7 separate regions of the Mus musculus genome follow, and regions 2, 3, 4, 5, 6 and 7 are each linked to region 1. Evidence: chromatin contacts called from public Hi-C, capture Hi-C and promoter capture Hi-C data. All regions are on one chromosome and are shown on one strand. The core of a region is the stretch at or near the end of the contact, and the rest is flanking DNA. Distances in the headings are between cores, read along the strand shown. Region 1 holds the start of Lrrc8c (leucine rich repeat containing 8 family, member C). Region 2 holds the start of Hsd17b11 (hydroxysteroid (17-beta) dehydrogenase 11). Region 3 holds the start of Nudt9 (nudix (nucleoside diphosphate linked moiety X)-type motif 9). Region 4 holds the start of Dmp1 (dentin matrix protein 1). Region 5 holds the start of Zfp644 (zinc finger protein 644). Region 6 holds the start of Spp1 (secreted phosphoprotein 1). Region 7 holds the start of Pkd2 (polycystin 2, transient receptor potential cation channel).

Region 1 (2,652 bases), core at 63-2,562:
TACCCTGCTTTTTATCATGGCTTGGAAAATGATTGTCTTCTATAAACTCACCATGCAGGAGCACACAAACTAGTTAATGGCTGCTGGCTGCCCGTTTTTGTCCTCTTCTGTCTCTCCCAGACTGCCAGGGCAGAGTAATTCTTTATCTGCGTCAAGTGCTCTGAGGACAGCCAGCTGGTTACTGACAAACTCTCTCTCTCTCTCTCTCTCTCTCTCTCTCTCTCTCTCTCTCTCTCTCTCTCTCGACTGCTACAGTGATCTTATCTGCACTTTTTCCCCCAATAGGCAATTTTTCTTTTTAGGGAGATGCCAGCTTTCAAGATGCTAGTTTGTGCTTTTAAACTATAATTGGGCAGAGAGATAGGCAGACAAACCCAAGGCTCAGATCAATGGCTGGGAGAGAATCCCTCCCCTACATCGTCTAAACAACAGGTGGTTCGGGGCACATTGTTAACTCTTTTGCACACACACACACACACACACACACACACACACACACACGATCCCCACCTCTGCCCACACAAAATCGTAGGCGGAGCTTTCATATGGAACGGCACCTGCTGCTCAAAGCCCAGAAGCCCATCTTGCAGGGTCCAGTAACGAGGGACTCCTGCCAGCTGGTCAATGGGATTGAGGTTGCCCAGGGTCTTAAGGCTTTGTAAACTACGGGCATCGGATTTTTTTCGTTCTTCCCTGTTCCCCTCATATATACCACCGCCCCCTCTCCACCCGCTTCCTGGACCTTTCATTCTCTGGGGAGGGGTTATCTCCAACCTGACCCTCTGGGAGTTCCCAGGAGGGCTATTTTTAGCAGCAGCCGCTCTGCTTCAACTTAGCCCAGGGAGGAGCTGCGGTGTAAGAGCGGATGGCGGGCTCACAGAAACCACCCGCTTTTTGGCATTGTTAGGGTTGCACACAGGAGGCAGAGGACCGATCTTCCCTGCTGTGCCAACCAGGTAGGCAGCTCTGAGCAGCGGAATCATCCAGCCGCGGAGAGGCTTGATTTCCCGGTGGGGAACCCGGGGCCCGCCCAGCGCGGGCCCGCCTGCCCTGGACGCCTGGTGGTCTCGGCAGAGGAGGAAGTTCCCGGGCATCGCTGCCTGCGTCACAGCGGGGCTGGCACCGCGGCGGCGGCTCGGCAGCCGACGGCGACCCCGGGGCTGGGCGCTGGGCGGCGCTGGCTGCCGCGGGCCAGGCGGCGCGCGGGGCGGCGCTGGAGGCGGCTCCGCTTGCAGGCGGGGAGGCACCGGGGAGGAGGAACAGGGCTGCGGAGCTGGGGCGTTAGCTGCGTCCCGGCTCAGAGCCCGCGAAGAAGACGAGGACCGAGGCGCCGCCGCGGCCGTGGCCGCAGCACTCTGAGCGCGACAAGCCATGAGCAGCGACGCCGCGGTCGCTTGCCGCCGCTGAGCCCAACCCGGACACAGCTCGCCGCGCCCTGGCATCCTTTTCTGCGGATACCCTCGCCCCCAGAGGTAAGTGCCGGGGACCCGCGGAGGGATGGAGAGGGACGGCCAGCACCCTGCCACTAGCCTCGGTTCTCTGGGCGCGCCCCAGCCTGGACCCGTCCACCCTCCCTCGTTCGTGACCCTGCTTCCCCAGGGCTCTGGGACAGGCACATTGTGGTCGCCTACTCAGCGTGCGGTTCGGGGATCCCGCTAACCCCAACCCCACCCAACCCACGCGGGCCCTGGCGTCCGCGCCAGGGACCCCCAGCCGGGAGCCCAGTACAGCCTGGCCGCTAGGTTCTGGGGACTGGGGGAGGGGCGTACTAGGAGAAAACGCGGTTGCTGCAGGGATGGCCATTCTCCTTCCCTACCTTCAAAACCCCCGGAGATGCTGGGGCCTGTTTTTTCTGCTCTTCTCCCCAACCCCCTCTCCTCCCTGGAAGATGCCTGAAGTTACACTTTTTGAGGAAGGAGGGGGAAATCGAAGGTCTACACAGAGATCCAGTGAGCACTAGTCCGCTCACCTGCAAGTCCAGAGGGGCCGGAGGGGGCTGCTCTGCATCCTAAGACCCTGGAGGCCAGGTGTCTAGGCCAGCAACTGCGGCCAGGATTTCTGCCTTCATCCCAAACTGACCCTAGCAGGCTAGCAGGCTCTCTCTCTCTCTCTCTCTCTCTCTCTCTCTCTCTCTCTCTCTCTCTCTCTTCTCCAGCGTAGAGGTGTTTGGGATGGAGTTAGCCCCTTGGGAGCCTCAGGGTGTGCTCTATAGACGCCAAAGCCTTTCTTTTTTTCCAGCAGCTAATGTTTCCCTCCCCCAACACTTGGCTGTGTACATCAGATTTCAGTTATTTTAAAATCCTTCAAGTTACCTTTCTTTGCAACGGCTCAGCCCACATCTAGTCCCCATGCTTAATGCGGATGTTTTATTAGAGGTTGAGGGCAGAGCTTTACTGAGTTTCCAACTCCTTAAGTATTTTTAAACTCGCAACAAATTAGTTAGGAAACATTTTTGGGCTCCCATCCTCCTTAAAGTGAAAAATAAGACTAATTGATCTTTGTGGGAGTGTCCAGGTTTGGCTCATAGAGCCTTATTACCCTTTAGAGGTGCTGTTTCACATCTACAGACTGCAGTAGCATATGAAGTGTGGCCTTAGCTAACGGTCACATTTCTGCCGAGTATGCAGTGCTTTGCTGAAGCTTGGACAAGGA
Region 2 (2,652 bases), core at 114-2,613, 1.5 Mb before region 1:
ATCAAACATTTTTTTCTTTTGGATAAACACACTTTTTTAGAGAAAATTGTGTATATTAGAAACGATAAGCCCAAACCATTCTTGTTAAAGAATAAAATTTCAGACTAGTTTGTGTGCCACCTGCTAGACTCTTGGCTAAATCACCTCACACATTAACTTACCATCTCCCTGGCCTTCTGAAAACTAAAGCCTGGGTAGCCTCGTCTTTCTCAGTTAAGAAGCAAAGAGCCCATTTCATATGCCTGACCATATGCCTATGCTGGGCCTTGGCTAGCTGACCCATGCTGGCCCAGTTTGCATTGTTAATCCATCGTATACATATCTAATTATCTGTTTTCTCCACCAGACGTAGGTAGCCCATCTCCTGTTTGCCACCAGGTCTTACCATCTGGGCTGTAGATACTATGGAGCACTGATTACTTGTTGTCACAATCACTCTAGAGTTAGAGTTCTTATTTAATCTCATGAACCTTGACCTCTTGTTTATAGAATGGATGTACACAGTGCAGTGAGGGGCACGCTAAGCCAGAAGATGCCTTCAGATTCCCTCTGTCATCCACCAAAAGCCAGACCAACACTTCACTGCTAGCTCCTTCTAACTCACCTCCCACCTCAACCTGAAGGTACAGGAGACCGCACTGAAGTTATTTCACTTTTAACTATTTTTTCTATAAGGTGACTTAGATGACTCCTGTAGGCAACTGGCAGTGCAATGGTGATCCCTGTAGGGTGTCATTTCGAGCCCATCTCAGCAGCTGCAAACGAGACTTGACAGCCGCACACATCTAACTCTTGGTATAGCACCTAAAACTGCTGTATTTTCCAAAAGTTTATGATGGTCAGTAGGAGGAGATTATAGGCCACTTTCAGGATGGATTTAATGTAGTGTTAATGTAGCGAAGGGAGATAGCCAAGATTCTCATTGTCCATAGGTCCGTTCATCGTGTGGTCTTAACAGATATCAAATTATGCCTCTCTTATAATCTGAAAAAATATGAATAGTTACTATATGCTCTATGGACTCTACAGAGAACTATAAAGGGTGGTTGTTTGCCAGTGTGGACCACAAAGAAAAGGCAGCGACGAAGCGCGGTTACCTTATTGATATCCCAGAGAACCAGTTTGGTGTTAAGTTTGGCAAATTCGTAGGCAGTCAGTCTTCCAATCCCATGACCAGCTCCGGTGATCAGGACGATCTCTCCGGCGACAGATTTTTTCTTCTTGGGAATAAAAAGCTTGACAAGAGACTCAATGCTGAAGACGATGAGCAAAGGCAGCAGCAGGATCAAGTCAAGAAGATACTTCATCCTTTTGGAGGCCCGGTGCTCTCGTTCCCGGTCCTAAACGGCCTCTGGAGGGTGTCGGTTACGCACAGAGTAAAAGCTTAAGCAAGGCAGAGTTCCCCTATTAAAGAGAAACAAACAACTCGGAAACCATTCCTTCCGCGGGGCCGGGCTTCAGGAGGGTTTTTGCCATTGGCTCGGACTGCAGTCAGAGCAACTGCTCGCTGGCTTGGAAATCTGGGAGGGACGAAGTTCAGAGGCAAGCCCTAGGGCGGTGCGACCCTGATAGCTATCGCGGACTTCCTCCTAGGAGGGCTAGTTACCTCACGCTTTCCTAAAATGGAAAAATCCCCTCCCTGTCTGCAGCAGACCTAGGAGAGGAGAGGTCGTCACGCTGCGCAGTAAAGGATGAAGGGCAAGTGCTAGCAGTGCTCAGGCTGCGGTGGACAGTTGTCTGTTTCTGCATAAGGGTTGCAAATGTGGAGCCACACCTTAAAGGACCAGGAAACAAGGAAGGGGACTCTTTGGGGAAAGGAAGAGAAGTAGCAAGAGGGGGATGGGAGGACGGCTATGGGGGAGGGGCGGGTTAGAACACCTGGCACGTTTGTGTATAAAAGTCACAAACCCATTTCTTTGCACGCTAACCAAAAATTAATAACAAAACAAACAACCCTTCAAGCAAAACAAAGCACAAGAGGGAAAACCAAGCTCCTGAATTAGAAATGACCCTACATCGCATTTTAATTTGAATTGAGCATTTCTGGAGGGCAGAGGGGTGTATCCTCCCAAGGCATAATCAAGTTTTAGGAGAAGCAGTAAACCCATCTCCCCAGGGAAGAGCCGTGTAGCGGGGCAACCAGCTCCCACTCGGCCTCTGAGAATCTGAAAACGAGAAACAAAACATATATTCAAGAATGGTGGGTGGTTTGCCTGCCTGTGTGCACACTATTTTTGCTCCCGGTGTGGGGAAAGGGCAGATGAGGGTTCTGGGTTTCCTAGAACTGAAGTTACTAGGAGCTGTGAACCTGCATGTAGGCACTGGGAATTGAACCATTGTCCACAGGAAGAATGGACAGTGCTCTTAACCACAGAGCTATAGCCATCTCTCCAGCATTCTCGTCCCCAGTACACACTTTTTGAGACAGGATTCCTCTGTGTAGCTCTGGCTGGCCTGGAACTCTCTCTTCCCCAGGTTGTTTTGAGGCAGTTTCTCCTCATTTAGCAGCAGGAACAAGCTAATAGCCTGTCTGTTGAGTGGTTGGTTTATGAACTATAAATGTTATCCGTTGACTTTCCTCCTGTGACACTGAGGATGTGGCTTGCTTTGCTTGCTCTTTATCTTCCTGTCTCCTATCATCCCAATATAATT
Region 3 (2,652 bases), core at 52-2,551, 1.5 Mb before region 1:
GATTTTTATTGGCTACTGCTGCCGTAGGAAAGCCTACATTATGAACTGGGTTCTAGTTTCATTAAAAAAAAAAACCAAAATAAAAAAAAAAGAATAGGGATCTTGAAGGCCGGGGAATGGTGCTGAAGGATCTAAGGTGTTCGTGTGTGTGTGTGTGTGTGTAGAAACAAACGTGTTTCTTATGACAGGAGCAGTGGAGCAAGCTGAAAACAACCATCTCTGGAAGGGGCTGGAGCCCAAGGTGATTTATCTTCCTGAGTGCTCGCTCACACCTCAACGACATGTCTACCACATCTCCAGGAAACTGTGGGGTGGTAGGCTTATGCCCCAAAGTGCAGAGAAAGAAAATATAATCTTTACTTTGCTCCAGGGATCTGCCTATCTGTCACCAGGTTTGGGCAGGGGTGGGGAGGAAATTTCCCATACTTTTAGTTTTTCTAAGCGGGCATTTTAAGGGGTGTAGTATAGTCACGAAGGCAACGCCCTGAAGTGTTACTGTGCAGTCCTTTTTTCTTGCTGTCCCATCCCAAGAGTGCTGTGGATTTCAGGATACTGTTAGTATTTGATTGGCCTGGCTTTAAGAGCCAACGCCATACGGTGTGTTTTGCAAGGCCCAAAGTTGATGATAGGCTTAGAATATGTCTCATCAACAATTAAACGAATGAAACCTGGAGTGCAAGCCGCGATGCACGCCTGGCTTTACCACTTTCAATCTGGCTAACTTTAGTCCTTCGTTCGTTATTATCCAGACCGCGTGCCACTTTCACAGCTTGTCTGTAAGTTTTGGCTTTGGGGTTCGAAAGTGGGAAACCGAGGCCGGCTTTCCTTTTGGACAAGAGGTTTATCAGAGTCACCAACACCACGGACAGCACCGTGAAGGGGGCTCTGGGGAGCCCAGGCTGCGTTCCAGGGTTGGGGGATTCCCTCCTTAAGGGTTAGGGGTCACGTGACTGGCCTGATCACGTGACCGGCGGGACGCCCACATTTTGTTGTTCACAGGCGGTCTCTGAATCCGGTATGCGGGCAAGTTTCGAAAAGCAAGTTACTTGGCTTCTGGAAACCAAACCAAGGTGTTTCAAGACTCGTCACTGACTCATCCTACGTCTTCTCAAACCTCGCATGGCTCACGTGACTCCTCCGTACGGCCCTCCTCTCCTGGAAGCACGTGGTCGCCCCTGACCCTCCTTCCGCTCAGCCTCAGGGTTCTGGGTCTCCGCGTCCTGCCGCGCCGCGGCACTCCAGTTCGCCTGCGCAGACGGAGAGGCCTGGCACACAGGTTAGTTTGCGGCGTGGCCGTAAAGCGCGGTCGCGCGTCGGGTACGTCGTGGGGCTGCTGGCGCCGCCGGCCAGCGGCGCTGGGGGAGCGCGGCCGGGTCCTAGTGCCCGCTGGCTGCAGGTTCGGGGCTCAAGGCGGGGCTCCGGGCGAGGCCGGCCACCTCCGAACCCTCGCGGGCCGCGCGCCAGGCGCCAGGCGCCGATGGCCGGCCGCTCCCTGGGGCAGGCGGTAGCCACCGTGTCGCTCTCGGTGGCCCTCGCGTCAGTGACTGTCCGGTCCTCAGCCTGCCGCGCCGTCCCCGCACCCAGGTACCCCGATTCTAGGACGGGCTGCGGTTCCGAGACCTCGGGTGGACCTGCGATCCCCTCCTTCCTTTTCCAGAGGTTATGTAGGCTGTGCTGAAGTACTGGATTTTGGGAAGCCAATAGCAAGGACCCTTCTCGATCTCTGACTTTTTAATTTGCCCATCCAGATAAGGCGCCAACGCTAATTCATAGATCACCAGAGTTTGAAGAGCATTTATGGTGTGTTGCTCCGTGCTAGAGGTGATACCGAGTCCATATAATGGAATATACTGTTAATATATACTGTTAATCTGAGTAGCAGACAGTGTTTTCTGTGCGCTGGAAGGCGCTGATTATTGGCTTTTGGGTAGACTGGAGATGAAGTGTGCGCACAAGTGCCTCAGTACTGGGAACCTCGTTCTTTCCCTTCTCTCCTGGGCGAGGTGGCCGCAACTTTATTTCCTAGTGACTTGGAAAGTTTGTAAGTTTGGTTCTGTTAAGTTCTCTGACACCAGTGTCTTCCTTAAAACACATACCACCCACGCCTCAAGCTTGACTTTTATCTAGGAGGCAAACTCACCAAGCTTTCGGTTCCGAAGAGGAAAGAGGTTAGTTCCCTGGCAATTTGGGCTCCGTGTGAGACCGAGTTTGGAATTTCTGTGGGCTTCCCAAACAGGAGTGACATATTCCTTCACCTCATTGAAAATAGAATTACTTCTGCTGTGGTTTGTAGGCCCCACGGTGCCATCCCCTTTCTGCTTTCCTGACAGTGCTTAAAACCCCTCAATCAGAGTGTCCTCTTTCTGCTGGTGTGGGTTAACACCCTTTATACACCTTCTTCAGTGGGGCTTGCTGAGGGGAGAACTTCCTGCTCTCTGGAAGTCACTAATGGCATTTTTGTTGGTTGTTACCAGAACAACGAAAAGCTCATTGGTGATTTCTAGCACGACAGGGAAAGGAACACTTAAAGAAGTATATCCAGAACTGAAACTGCTTATTCCAAAGAAAAACCCAAAGCTAAGTCAACAAGTGTTTGTTGAGTGCCTGCTGGTCTAGACAGATGATTGTAAAACATCTGTCGAGAAACAAAAG
Region 4 (2,652 bases), core at 112-2,611, 1.3 Mb before region 1:
TCACATGAGATTATAAGGTTCATTTAGGATAGACCTCAGGCAGGGCCGTGGAGCCACCAGAGAGTCTAATTCAGAACCAGAACAGAACACGTGTCCTTTAGAGCTCCTCCCCATGGACGGTGGCCTTCTGACCAACTCTGCATGAAAATAGCCTCCTCCTCTTCATATCCTGCCCCGCCGCCGCCCAAGTTTACGCTTACATTGTATAAATCTAATAATTTACATATTTGAAAATGTTTTCCAGGCTGTTATATCTAAAAAGGCAAGTGAGTCATGCAAGTGTTTCAGTCAAGGTAATTGTATACCCCAATCCATCCATTCATACAAAAATATATTTACTGAGGACTTATGGTGACCCAAGAATTGTCCCTGCCATTAGGGGCATTGTGGTATTGTGTGTACTTCACTTAACAAAACAAGCATCCTTACCCTTGGGGAAATTAAAGCCTGGTGCTGTATATTATATCATTGAAGCGTTTATTTAGTGGTATGCGATTGTTACTTGAGTATGCTCCTGAACAAGTGCCAAACCCACTTCCAGAACCCTCAGCCAACTTCAGCACACTCCTCAGAAAGACTCTAGCAAACAGTGTTTTCATTTCGGTTCTGGTGATGGAGTAGACGCTCTTGGCAATACTTCTCTGGATGTGATCCACCTAGTTAGCATTCCTCTAATTCAGTTCTGATTTCAAAAATTACTAAAATGTGCTAAGTAGTTTCAGGGGATAATGGAGCATTATTTTGTTGTTGTTGTTGTTAAAAATAAAAGTTACCGAAGGAGGCACTTTAACATTTCCTGTTCACATGGGATCGTGAGAATGGCACTTCCTTAGATCAGTAAGAATTTGGAGTCTTTGTGTATAGATGGGGTAAGGGGTGTTTAGTAGAGACTGTTACAAGAGGAAGAGAAGAAATACAAGGTCATATTCTCAACACTAACAACTTAGGAAAATGTAAACTTTTAGTAGCTTCCCTCACACACCACCTGGAAATAAGCACCAGCAGGAAGGTCTCTACCCGCCTCTGACTCGCCTTTCCCATCCCTGGGTCTTCTGGGATCTGTTAGTGGGCGGGAGACATGGTCATTGTTTATAATGCTCACAAGCCTGCATGGATGCAAAAGATATATATTTAGAAAGCAAAATAAAGCTTTAGGAAGATCTTCAATTTAATGGAAACTCGTCTAGTCATTTGAGAACCACAAGAGCTTTTTAGAGAAGGCCCACTTCTGCCAGCTGGAGGAAGTGTGGGTGTATGGGGTCCCGGTGACACCTGTGATGTCAGTCACCCCGAGCCTGAGGCTCATTGGCTCTGAGGAGCTGCAGCAGAGTTTAAATTCTGCACTGTCAGACAAGCCTTCTGAGCAGCAGCTGGAGAGTGGCTTCTCTGAGATCCCTCTTCGAGAACTTCGCTGAGGTTTTGACCTTGTGGGAAAAAGACCTTGGGAGCCAGAGAGGGTAAGGCCATTCCATCATTTAATTCTTAAAATGACTTTAGCTTTGGAGTTTAAAAATATGAAATACGAACATGTTACAAGGCATTGATTTCCAGAGGAAGATGGGGAAGAGCTAAGTTTGAGTAAAACCTATTCTTATTTTTGTTTTTTGGGGTCACTGTCACAATAGCCAATGACACTGATATTAAAAATGACATGGTAAGTCAAAAGAGCCAGGTGTTTGCCTGGTGATGCCTTAATTAGATCTCTGTCTAATTATTTTGAAAGAGAACATTTACTAAATAGGAGGCTGATGGGAAAGTCCTGTTAGAGTTTAGCTTTCATTAATAAAACACAACTTTTATCTGTAGGCTTCTTAGAGGTGGTGATGCGAAAGTATCTAAATCAGTGTAGCAAGTGTTTCAAAATGCAGACAGGTAACTGAATGCCTCTCAGCCTGGCTTATTCAGAGAATACGGTGGCCATTATGAATTGTGTATACAACTGAAAGGTGATCATGACAGTGTGGCTTTGGGTAGCTGGATCCTCATGGTAGTATAATGCTTTGCATGCAGATGGACTCCAATAAATGCTGAGTGGGATTACCTGTTAGGTAGGACACACACATACTACACACACATATACATACATACATACATACATACATACATACATACATACAAACAAACATACACACACATACATTAGGTAGGACACACATACACATATCACACACACCACACATACATACACACACATAGATGCACATGCACATACATTAGGTAGGAGACACACATACATACACATACCACACACACACACACACACACACCTCGTACCATATACACATATACATTAGGTAGGACATACACACACACCTATACACAGATATATTAGGTAGGACACACACACACACATACACACCTACATTACATAGGACACACATATACATTAGGTAGGAGATACATAAATACTACACACACATACACTCCCACCAGACATGATTTTACTCTGCATTACTTCACTTCATCAGTAGCTGGAATATCTATCCTTCTGACAGAGAGTAGCCAGGCCATGTGTCCTACGAAGTTCTGAAGACACCGAATGGAGAAAGTGAATTGTCCTCTGTGAGAGCAAAGACTCCTGGTTTCCTCAGGTTTCCGTTTGATTGACACTCTTGTGGCCTGCCTCTATTTAACCCTGTTGATTAAACACAT
Region 5 (2,652 bases), core at 59-2,558, 1.2 Mb after region 1:
CCCAACACGAGAGTCGTCTGTGGAAGTCTCGCAACAAGAAACCACCTAAGTTTCCAATCACGGGGAAGGGTCTGGGACAACTCATCTTCATGTTCTCGGGAGGAGTGGACGGAGCACACACCTGCTTTCCTCTGGCAGAGATTAAGCTCCCAGGGACACAAAGGCCAGGGAATCAGACCTGGAGAGGCAAAAAGCTTTAGCTAGATACCCACCAAGCCCCGTGGCCACCCAAACACTTCGAGTGTTTTTTTTTCTTTTTTTTTCTTTTTTTTTTACCTCTTGGAGTTACTTCTCAGGCACTTAGCGGCACAAGATGTTGCAGACCAGTGGGAAGAAGGGGAAGGCTATGCGCTCTGGTCCCAAAGTCAGGGGAGGGGTGTGGACAGTTACCTCCAGGGCCGGGGCTACAGGCCCGGACAGAGTAGCCTAGCCGCGCACGGGGCGCCGCCTGACTGCTCTCGGACCGCCCCCGTTACTCGGGGAGTTACAATGGCGACCGCAGGGCTCCCCGGACCTCCGGGTCTCGGCCCCCTTCCCCCTACCGCTCACTGGCTGCTCCGCTACATGTGACTAAACAAAACCCCCCGAGTCCAGAGCCCGGCTCGGCCCCTTTGTGTCCGCCACCGGATCCGCCGCCGCCGCAGCGGAAAGGCACCCCCCGCCCCGCGCGCCCGCCTCCGAGTCCCGCCCCGCGGCGGCCGCCGCCGCTCACCTAAGGTTCCGCGGCCCCCCGCGACCGCCGCCTCCCGGACCCCGCGGCCCGGGCTCCTTGTGCAGCAGCAACTCCGCCTCCTCGGCAGCAGCCGCCATCTTAGCCTGTGCGGCAAAACGCGTCCTTTCCGAGGGTTGGGAGCCAGCCTAGGGCGTAGCTCCCCGGGCCCGAGCGCCGCGGGCCGGGTCCCCCCACAACTTCTTCCGCCACCCTCAGTCCCGCCACCGCCTCAGCCCGGACGTCCGAAACGCGGCCGGGGCCGGGGCTAATCCGACCGAATAAGACCCCCGAAACTCACAGTTTGGTGCCGTGTGCGTCAAACCGGGGCGACGTTGGGAGCGCGCGGCGTCCCCGCGTCACACGCCGCTCTGTACGCTACTCGGCTCCAACGGCCCCCTCCGCTCCCCGCTTCTCGCCTCCGGCCTCGGTTCCCACGGCGCAGGCGCGCGGCTTTCCCGCCTCTGCCTGGCCGCCGGCCGCCGGGGGAAGCCAGCGAGGCGCGCCCGTGCTCTCGGGCCGCCGGAGCTCCCGTGCCAATCAGACCCACGGGGGGCGGCAGCAACGCTGCACCGCTGCTCTCCCGTGCCAAAACCAAACAAGGTCACCTCCCCCAGCGGTGACCTAACCACTCCGGAGGAGGTTCCCGCCCCAAAGTAGGCACGCTCCAAATATGGTGGCGACCAAACTCTGCAAGACCCAAGTACCAGGAATGCCTAGGCCCTTTAAGGTGGAATAGGCCCATCTCTGGTGTCTGCAATCGCTAGTTTGCCAAAAACCTGTTCCCTTTTCCAGCTGTTGAAAGAACCAGCAACATATATCAGGCCTACCTTGGAGAACTGGCACAGACAGGTTTTATGATGTTAAACAGGCCAGGTGGCAAAAGCATCAGGTATAGAAATTCAGTTACCCAGACAAGACACCCAAAAAGAAGGCCCGGATTTGGGTTCCTTGGACTCTGCAAGGGCAGATTCTGCACTAAGGAACATGCCTTGATTGTCCAAATTGGAGTCATGCAAAGAGACGTCAGAAATGCTGGTTAACTCTTCAGGTAATCAATAGATTCCCCAGAGGGTCTTCTAAATCTCCCTTTTAACAAGCATTCAGCCATGGGCTTCTGAGGGAAGCAGCGCACTAATTAGAGGTATTCGCTTTGCTTTTGAACCGAGTCAACAAGTTCCTAACCTGTTGAAGGTGAGCTAAACGTTCTAGAATACTCTGATGGGCCTGCCTTACTAAATTCTTTGGTTTCGCTGAACTTTTTCTCATGAAAAACTTTAAAACGTTTTTTAGTAGTTAAGCAGTAATCATGAACTATGCACCTCCAAGCCTTCGAGATATTATTAACATTCACAGGAATACACCATAATTACATTTATTTGTCAAGAATGGGAGTATCTTTCCTGAAAAACGGTGCCTTCAGAAGCAGCAAATGTATCCCAAAGAACGAACATTTCACTATCCACTCTAATTATTTCGCTTGCTAGTAACTGCTGACAACTAGAGTTCATGCTGTGTGTGTGTCAGGCATTCTTGTCACCTGTTCAAGTTCATTACAACCTAAAGTGGCAAAGAGAGATTAGACTGTTGAGCTGTTTCAAAATGAAAGCTTTCCTTCATATATACGAATAGATAGATACACAACAAATAAATCTGTGTCCATTTTCAGCCAACTGCTTGGAGGAGATGCACTTTAGAGACTTATTCTCATCTCATGAGTTTGGGTTTTGCTTGAATGTATGGCTGTGCACCGCATGCTTCATGCCTGGTACCACAGAGTCCAAATGAGCCTCAGGAAGGACCTGAAACTGGAGCTGCAAATGACAGGCCATCATGTGGAAATATCACAAGGGACCTGATCCTGAGTCCCCAGCAAGCACATAAGGTACTCTTGGCCAGTGAGCCATGTCTCCTGACCCACCAGGTCTGTTAACCTGCAGAAC
Region 6 (2,652 bases), core at 67-2,566, 1.1 Mb before region 1:
TATAATTTTATCTCATTTGAATACCTCTTAACTATTCAGTAACGTTTTGTTAATACAAATTTTAAAATCTTTTTAAGTAGCCAACCTTATATATTCCAGGAAATAAAACTCAAAAAAGATAATTCAGAAATATAAGCTGTGTCTTTAAAAAAATATTCAGAGAACCCTTTAACGTGTACAGCTTAAAGATCAATTCAAAGGCATTACAAATTTCAGCTCCTTGCCTCTGCTGAAGATTTCTGTAATAGTTAAAATATACACGTTCTTTAACATGTGGGGGAAGGAGCATTGCAAAATGTGAAGTGCTATCAACTGCACTTACACTAATCCATTGTCCTGTAGATAGACTAAGTGACTTGCCCAAGGTCACACCTGGCACTGCTTACAGAAGGACTGAAAGGCAGTCTGGCTCCTGCAGCTTCCCCACCCAGCAAGCATTCCAGTCTCACAAACTGCTTGCTTAGGCGGGCTCTATCTGGAGTAACCACCTCTTCTGCTCTATATGGCCATTATAGTTTAGATAGCATCAGAACCATCACTCCCAGCTGCTCCAACAGAGCAACAAGGTTCACGAGGTTCACGTCTCTAAAGGTCAGTGGAGGCAGGAGAGGAATTCAGGGTCACTGTGTGGTTTGCACAAAGAGCAAGCGGCTGCATAGCTCAAGTGTCAAAACTGAGTTGTTACTTTGTTTCGTTTTGTTGTGAGGTTTTGTTTCTTTTGTGAGAGGGTCTCACTTTCTGTTGCCCCAACTGACCTGGAACACAGTATGGAGCCGAGGCTAGCCTCAAATTCATGGTGATCTTCCGGAGTACAAAACAGAGCCACTGTGGCCCGGCCAACCTAAGCTACCGAATACAAAGGCAAAAGGGAGGGTCTGAAAGTTCTGCCGAGACAGCAGTTTTCTAGATTTAAGTAAGTCTGAGAGAATCAAATTGTGTATCCATGTGGCCTTTATCTGTAACTTAGATAGGAGAATCCATACCTTTCATCCCCATTGATGTTTTTCTACTAATTCAGTAACTATAAACAAAGTCTCTGTGAGGGTGATCTACTCTTCCTTTCCTTATGGATCCCTGATGCTCTTCCGGGATTCTAAATGCAGTCTATAAATGAAAAGGGTAGTTAATGACATCGTTCATCAGTAATGCTTTGTGTGTGTTTCCTTTTCTTCCTTTTTTTTTTTTTTAACCACAAAACCAGAGGAGGAAGTGTAGGAGCAGGTGGGCCGGGTAGTGGCAAAAACCTCATGACACATCACTCCACCTCCTGATTGGTGGAGACTGTCTGGACCAGCATTTAAATTCTGGGAGGTCTGAGCCACCAGCAGCTCACACTGAAGAAGCATCCTTGCTTGGGTTTGCAGTCTTCTGCGGCAGGCATTCTCGGAGGAAACCAGCCAAGGTAAGCCTGCAGTGGCCCATGAGGCTGCAGTTCTCCTGGCTGAATTCTGAGGGTGAGTCCAGAGAACATTCTTTCAACAGTCGTATTTGTTAGTCAGACTCGTGCTGTTCTGGTCTTTTTGAATAAGCTGGTCAGGTACATTGCAGGTTTCCCGGTATTTTCAAAGCCAGTTGGATGTAGAAGTTAAAATAAATCTAGTTGGTCCTCTAAAGGAGAGAGAGAGATCTGCTAGTAATCTCTCTCTCTCTTTCTCTCTTTCTCTCCCTCTCTCTCTTCCTCTCTCTCCCTCTCTCCCTCCTCTCTCTCTCCCTCCTCTCTCTTCCTCTCTCTCTCCCTCCTCTCTCTCTCTCTCCCTCTCTCCCTCTCTCCCTCTCTCTCCTGTCACACACACATTGTAAAGTTCTATGTATCTTTGGAACAAATGTCTGCATCATTTTAAAGTGGCTGGATGACTGTGGAGACCAGTAAAGGAGGATCCTCTATATTAATATAAACCAGATACAGTTATTTTTAGAAAACTGTCTCACTTCAAAAGAGAACCTTCCTTAATTTCTCGCTTCTGCACTTGGCTTTTACAGTTTTCACTAAGGTCCCTGTGTGATAACACAGACTCATCAACATGCACAGAAAAGCTGTTGCCTGCTCTCAGTGTTTTATTTTTATTATTATTATTATTGTTGTTGTTATTATTATTATTATTAGTCCAAATAGAACATCTTACTCAAATTCAAAGATATCTTTGTTTCTTTCAGCTTTGTATAATGTAAGTTAAAATCACATTTGAAATGCAAATGGAAAAAGCAATTTTCTTTTATCATTCTATTTTCTCTTTTTCTTCCTTGCAGAAAGTACTCTCATGGTAGTTCGTTGCTTTAATTACTCGATTACTGTGAAACAAATCTTGGTGTGGAGCTCTAGAGACATCAGATAGTGGGGGCATAAGCTCTGAGACTCCAGACGTAAAGTTTGGATGAATAGAGTTGTGAAATTGCCCTTTTCCTTGCTAAGGATGAGAGGTGGAGAGGTAGAAAAGGCACACAAATATTGACTCACTGAAATTTTCTCTGAGATGTAGAAAGATTCCATAAATTATTGGTGACTTGGTGGTGATCTAGTGGTGCCAAGAGTGTGTTTGAACCTGACAAGACATCAACTGTGCCTCATAAAATATGTTGCAGGACTAACTACGACCATGAGATTGGCAGTGATTTGCTTTTGCCTGTTTGGCATTGCCTCCTCCCTCCCGGTGA
Region 7 (2,652 bases), core at 52-2,551, 1.1 Mb before region 1:
TATTAAGGTTGTCTATAACCACTACGATGACAATGATGGTGATGATGACGATGACCACGAAGATGAGGAGGAAGAGGAGGATGAAACATTTAAGGGAGGACAATGGGGAGACACAGGCAAAACGTGCCATATGCAAGCCAAGACAGGCCTCGGAAAAGGTCAACCAACTTTTTTTTTTTTTTTGAGAAAATGTATTTGCATTATTGAACACAGTGTGTGGTAAGTTATTATAACAAGCCTGGCAAACTAATATAGGATCGGACCATGCACATTTGCTAAACTGCAGAAATAAAATATTACCACTTAAGCTAGAATTCCATAGATTCTTTAATGTACCAACATGGCTGACCCCTTATTGCAAACAGTGGAGACATGGAGAATATGGGTGGGTGGGTAGGAGGGAAATGGGGGAGGGATACCACCCATAGGCTCCCAATCCAGTCCTATCCCCAAGGCTAAACAGAGAGAGACCAGTTTAGTATTAGAATGGCAGAAGAGATATGGAAGTGACAGAAATCATTTGCTCTGCTGTGGAATGACAATGTTTGCAGTTAGAGTAAAAAGCATTAGAGAACCCCTTGAGGACAGAAATGACAAGAAGACCCCCGCGGGACTTGACGAGGAGGTGGATGAGGACATCCTATGAGAAGCGTCAGAAGTGAGGGCAGAGATGCACAGATCTTGGCCAGGAATTTAACTTTTAAAAGAGATGGGAAAACCATGGAAAATCGAATTTGGAGTAGGCTTTGCCTGACCCAACTGCTGTCTTAAGTTGGCTGTGCCAGCTGGGGCGTAGCGAGGATGGAGATCTAGACCTAACGCCTGAGGCAGGATTCTGTTACTCAAGGGCTGGCCAGGAGCGGAAATGAGGTAATGGTGGAGGCATCAGAAAGTTCCAAAATCCAACCCTTGGATGCCTCTAGATGTCTGGAGAGTGGAGACAGGAAATCATCCAGTAAACACAGAATCAAGGAGCTGAGGGTCACCAAATGCAAGCCTTGCCGCCTTGGTGATTTCTTTCTGGTTTTTAAACGAAGGGTGGATTTCTTTGCCTTCCCTGAGAATTCAGTTCAAGCTGGATTTCACTAGTTCTTTCTATCCCAACAAAAGATCTCCATCTTTACCCTCCTCCTTGCACCTTTGCAAACCCAGGGGGAGTATGGACAGAGTCTAAGCACTATCTTAAGGTCATGCAGGCATGGACACACCCAGGAGCCCCTTTCCCGACGAGCTGGCTGACCAAGCAAGCTACCCCGTAGGAATGTGGGCACCGATGGGGACCCTGGCTCTACTTGGATCCCTGGCCGCTGGGGCCTTTTCGACGCGCCTAAGTCCAGTCCAGGCGAGGCCAGGGCCCGGGAGGCGGGCCGAGGGGGCGGGCGGAGGCGGGGAGCAGCAGGCCGACTCCGGGAAGAAAAGAACATGGCTCCTGCGGCAGAGGGCGGCGGCACTCCCGGGCGCGCTGGGCGCCAGTGAGCGCCATGGTTAACTCCAGACGCGTGCAGCCGCAGCCGCCCGGGGACGCGGGACGCTCGCCCGCGCCGCGAGCGTCCGGACCCGGGCGCCTGGTGGCGGGAGGCGCCGGCCTAGCTGTCCCCGGCGGCCTCGGGGAGCAGCGGGGCCTGGAGATCGAGATGGAGCGCATCCGGCAGGCGGCCGCTCGGGATCCCCCGGCCGGAGCCTCGGCCTCGCCGTCTCCTCCGCTTTCGTCCTGCTCCAGGCAAGCGTGGAGCCGCGACAACCCGGGCTTTGAGGCAGAGGAGGATGACGACGACGACGAGGTGGAAGGAGAAGAAGGAGGGATGGTGGTAGAGATGGATGTGGAGTGGCGCCCGGGCAGTCGGAGGTCGGCCTCCTCCTCGGCCGTGAGCTCGGTGGGCGCCCGCGGCCGAGGGCTCGGGAGCTACCGCGGCGCGGCTCACCTGAGCGGGAGGCGGCGCCGGCTAGAGGACCAGGGCGCGCAGTGTCCCAGCCCCGCGGGCGGCGGGGACCCGCTGCATCGCCACCTCCCGCTGGAGGGCCAGCCACCCCGAGTGGCCTGGGCAGAGAGGCTGGTGCGAGGGCTGCGAGGTAAGATCCGGACTCTTGGCGTCCAGTGCACGCTTGACAACTGCCTGCGCGCGGGCTCGAACCCCTGTCCTACAAGGGTGGCTGTCTGCTGCGGCTCCACCTCGCATCCTCTGCGTTCCCGCCTCCTTCCAGAGCGCCTTCCCTAACTCCTCTAATTCGGCGCGATTTCCGGTACCCATCACCGAATTTTACTGCGTTCTTGTTGGTGCAAATTCATTGGACGCCTCCCTTCCTCCCTTCCTCTCTCCTTAAGATGCTAGCACATTTTGGAAAACAAAAGCAAGCCGTTAATACCTGGGCTTTTGGAGGACGAAAAGTGAATATTCTAGTACAACTGACAATAGTTGGAACTTTATGCTTGCTAAATGTCACAAATGAGGAACAAGTTTATTCCAGAGCCCAAGCTTTTCCTTTGGTGGCGATGTGTCATGTCCCTTCAGCCATTCTAGTAGGGACCTACAATGTTATCCAAGTTTTGAGACAAATGCCTTTAAACAGGTCATTGTCTGAAGGTTTGGTTGAGAGAGAGGTTGTTGACAGAAATGTGTAGAAACACATTTTTGATCATTTCCAATTCTAGAC

Evidence for each region. Promoter capture Hi-C pulls out the DNA fragments that hold promoters and counts their contacts. A called contact is a pair of places that touch in the nucleus more often than the background predicts. Capture Hi-C pulls out chosen DNA fragments and counts their contacts.
Region 2: a promoter capture Hi-C map of pre-B cells shows a contact between it and region 1, with 4 times the contacts expected there. The contact joins the promoter of Hsd17b11 here to the promoter of Lrrc8c in region 1. A contact is called at or near these places in 1 of 39 promoter capture datasets (pre-B cells) and 1 of 115 datasets of contacts at active chromatin or transcription factors (large pre-B cells).
Region 3: a Hi-C map of B cells shows a contact between it and region 1, with 8 read pairs. The contact joins the promoter of Nudt9 here to the promoter of Lrrc8c in region 1. A contact is called at or near these places in 5 of 39 promoter capture datasets (the C10 cell line, cranial neural crest, embryonic stem cells and 2 more), 2 of 484 Hi-C or Micro-C datasets (B cells and the G1E-ER4 cell line), 3 of 115 datasets of contacts at active chromatin or transcription factors (large pre-B cells, pancreatic cancer cells and pro-B cells) and 1 of 9 other capture datasets (liver).
Region 4: a promoter capture Hi-C map of the SN4741 cell line shows a contact between it and region 1, with 5 times the contacts expected there. The contact joins the promoter of Dmp1 here to the promoter of Lrrc8c in region 1. A contact is called at or near these places in 2 of 39 promoter capture datasets (the SN4741 cell line and hippocampal neurons).
Region 5: a promoter capture Hi-C map of 3T3-L1-derived adipocytes shows a contact between it and region 1, with 4 times the contacts expected there. The contact joins the promoter of Zfp644 here to the promoter of Lrrc8c in region 1. A contact is called at or near these places in 3 of 39 promoter capture datasets (the 3T3-L1 cell line, 3T3-L1-derived adipocytes and cranial neural crest).
Region 6: a contact with region 1 is called in a capture Hi-C map of macrophages, with 2.7 times the contacts expected there. The contact joins the promoter of Spp1 here to the promoter of Lrrc8c in region 1. A contact is called at or near these places in 2 of 115 datasets of contacts at active chromatin or transcription factors (embryonic stem cells and large pre-B cells) and 1 of 9 other capture datasets (macrophages).
Region 7: a contact with region 1 is called in a promoter capture Hi-C map of cranial neural crest. The contact joins the promoter of Pkd2 here to the promoter of Lrrc8c in region 1. A contact is called at or near these places in 2 of 39 promoter capture datasets (cranial neural crest and maxillary cranial neural crest) and 1 of 115 datasets of contacts at active chromatin or transcription factors (large pre-B cells).

What each region holds. Positions count from the first base shown.
Region 1 is chr5:105,518,159-105,520,810 of GRCm38.p6, forward strand. Lrrc8c (leucine rich repeat containing 8 family, member C) reads left to right here and starts at 1,313. Exons shown (of 4, transcript NM_133897.2): 1 at 1,313-1,472.
Region 2 is chr5:104,020,433-104,023,084 of GRCm38.p6, forward strand. It overlaps Hsd17b11 (hydroxysteroid (17-beta) dehydrogenase 11), which reads right to left and starts at 1,364. Exons shown (of 7, transcript NM_053262.3): 1 at 1,098-1,364. The coding sequence starts at 1,307.
Region 3 is chr5:104,045,563-104,048,214 of GRCm38.p6, forward strand. Nudt9 (nudix (nucleoside diphosphate linked moiety X)-type motif 9) reads left to right here and starts at 1,302. Exons shown (of 8, transcript NM_028794.4): 1 at 1,302-1,584. The coding sequence starts at 1,478. Mir5619 (microRNA 5619) reads left to right here and starts at 2,441; the gene lies at 2,441-2,501.
Region 4 is chr5:104,201,256-104,203,907 of GRCm38.p6, forward strand. Dmp1 (dentin matrix protein 1) reads left to right here and starts at 1,362. Exons shown (of 6, transcript NM_016779.2): 1 at 1,362-1,457.
Region 5 is chr5:106,695,522-106,698,173 of GRCm38.p6, forward strand. Zfp644 (zinc finger protein 644) reads right to left here and starts at 1,309. Exons shown (of 10, transcript NM_001363318.1): 1 at 1,011-1,309; 2 at 122-178.
Region 6 is chr5:104,433,795-104,436,446 of GRCm38.p6, forward strand. It overlaps Spp1 (secreted phosphoprotein 1), which reads left to right and starts at 1,317. Exons shown (of 7, transcript NM_009263.3): 1 at 1,317-1,402; 2 at 2,581-2,648. The coding sequence starts at 2,595. RefSeq lists promoters at 1-1,339, 1-1,362, 413-1,403 and enhancers at 583-610, 615-623, 1,241-1,287, 2,099-2,418, 2,168-2,204.
Region 7 is chr5:104,458,156-104,460,807 of GRCm38.p6, forward strand. It overlaps Pkd2 (polycystin 2, transient receptor potential cation channel), which reads left to right and starts at 1,302. Exons shown (of 15, transcript NM_008861.3): 1 at 1,302-2,070. The coding sequence starts at 1,482.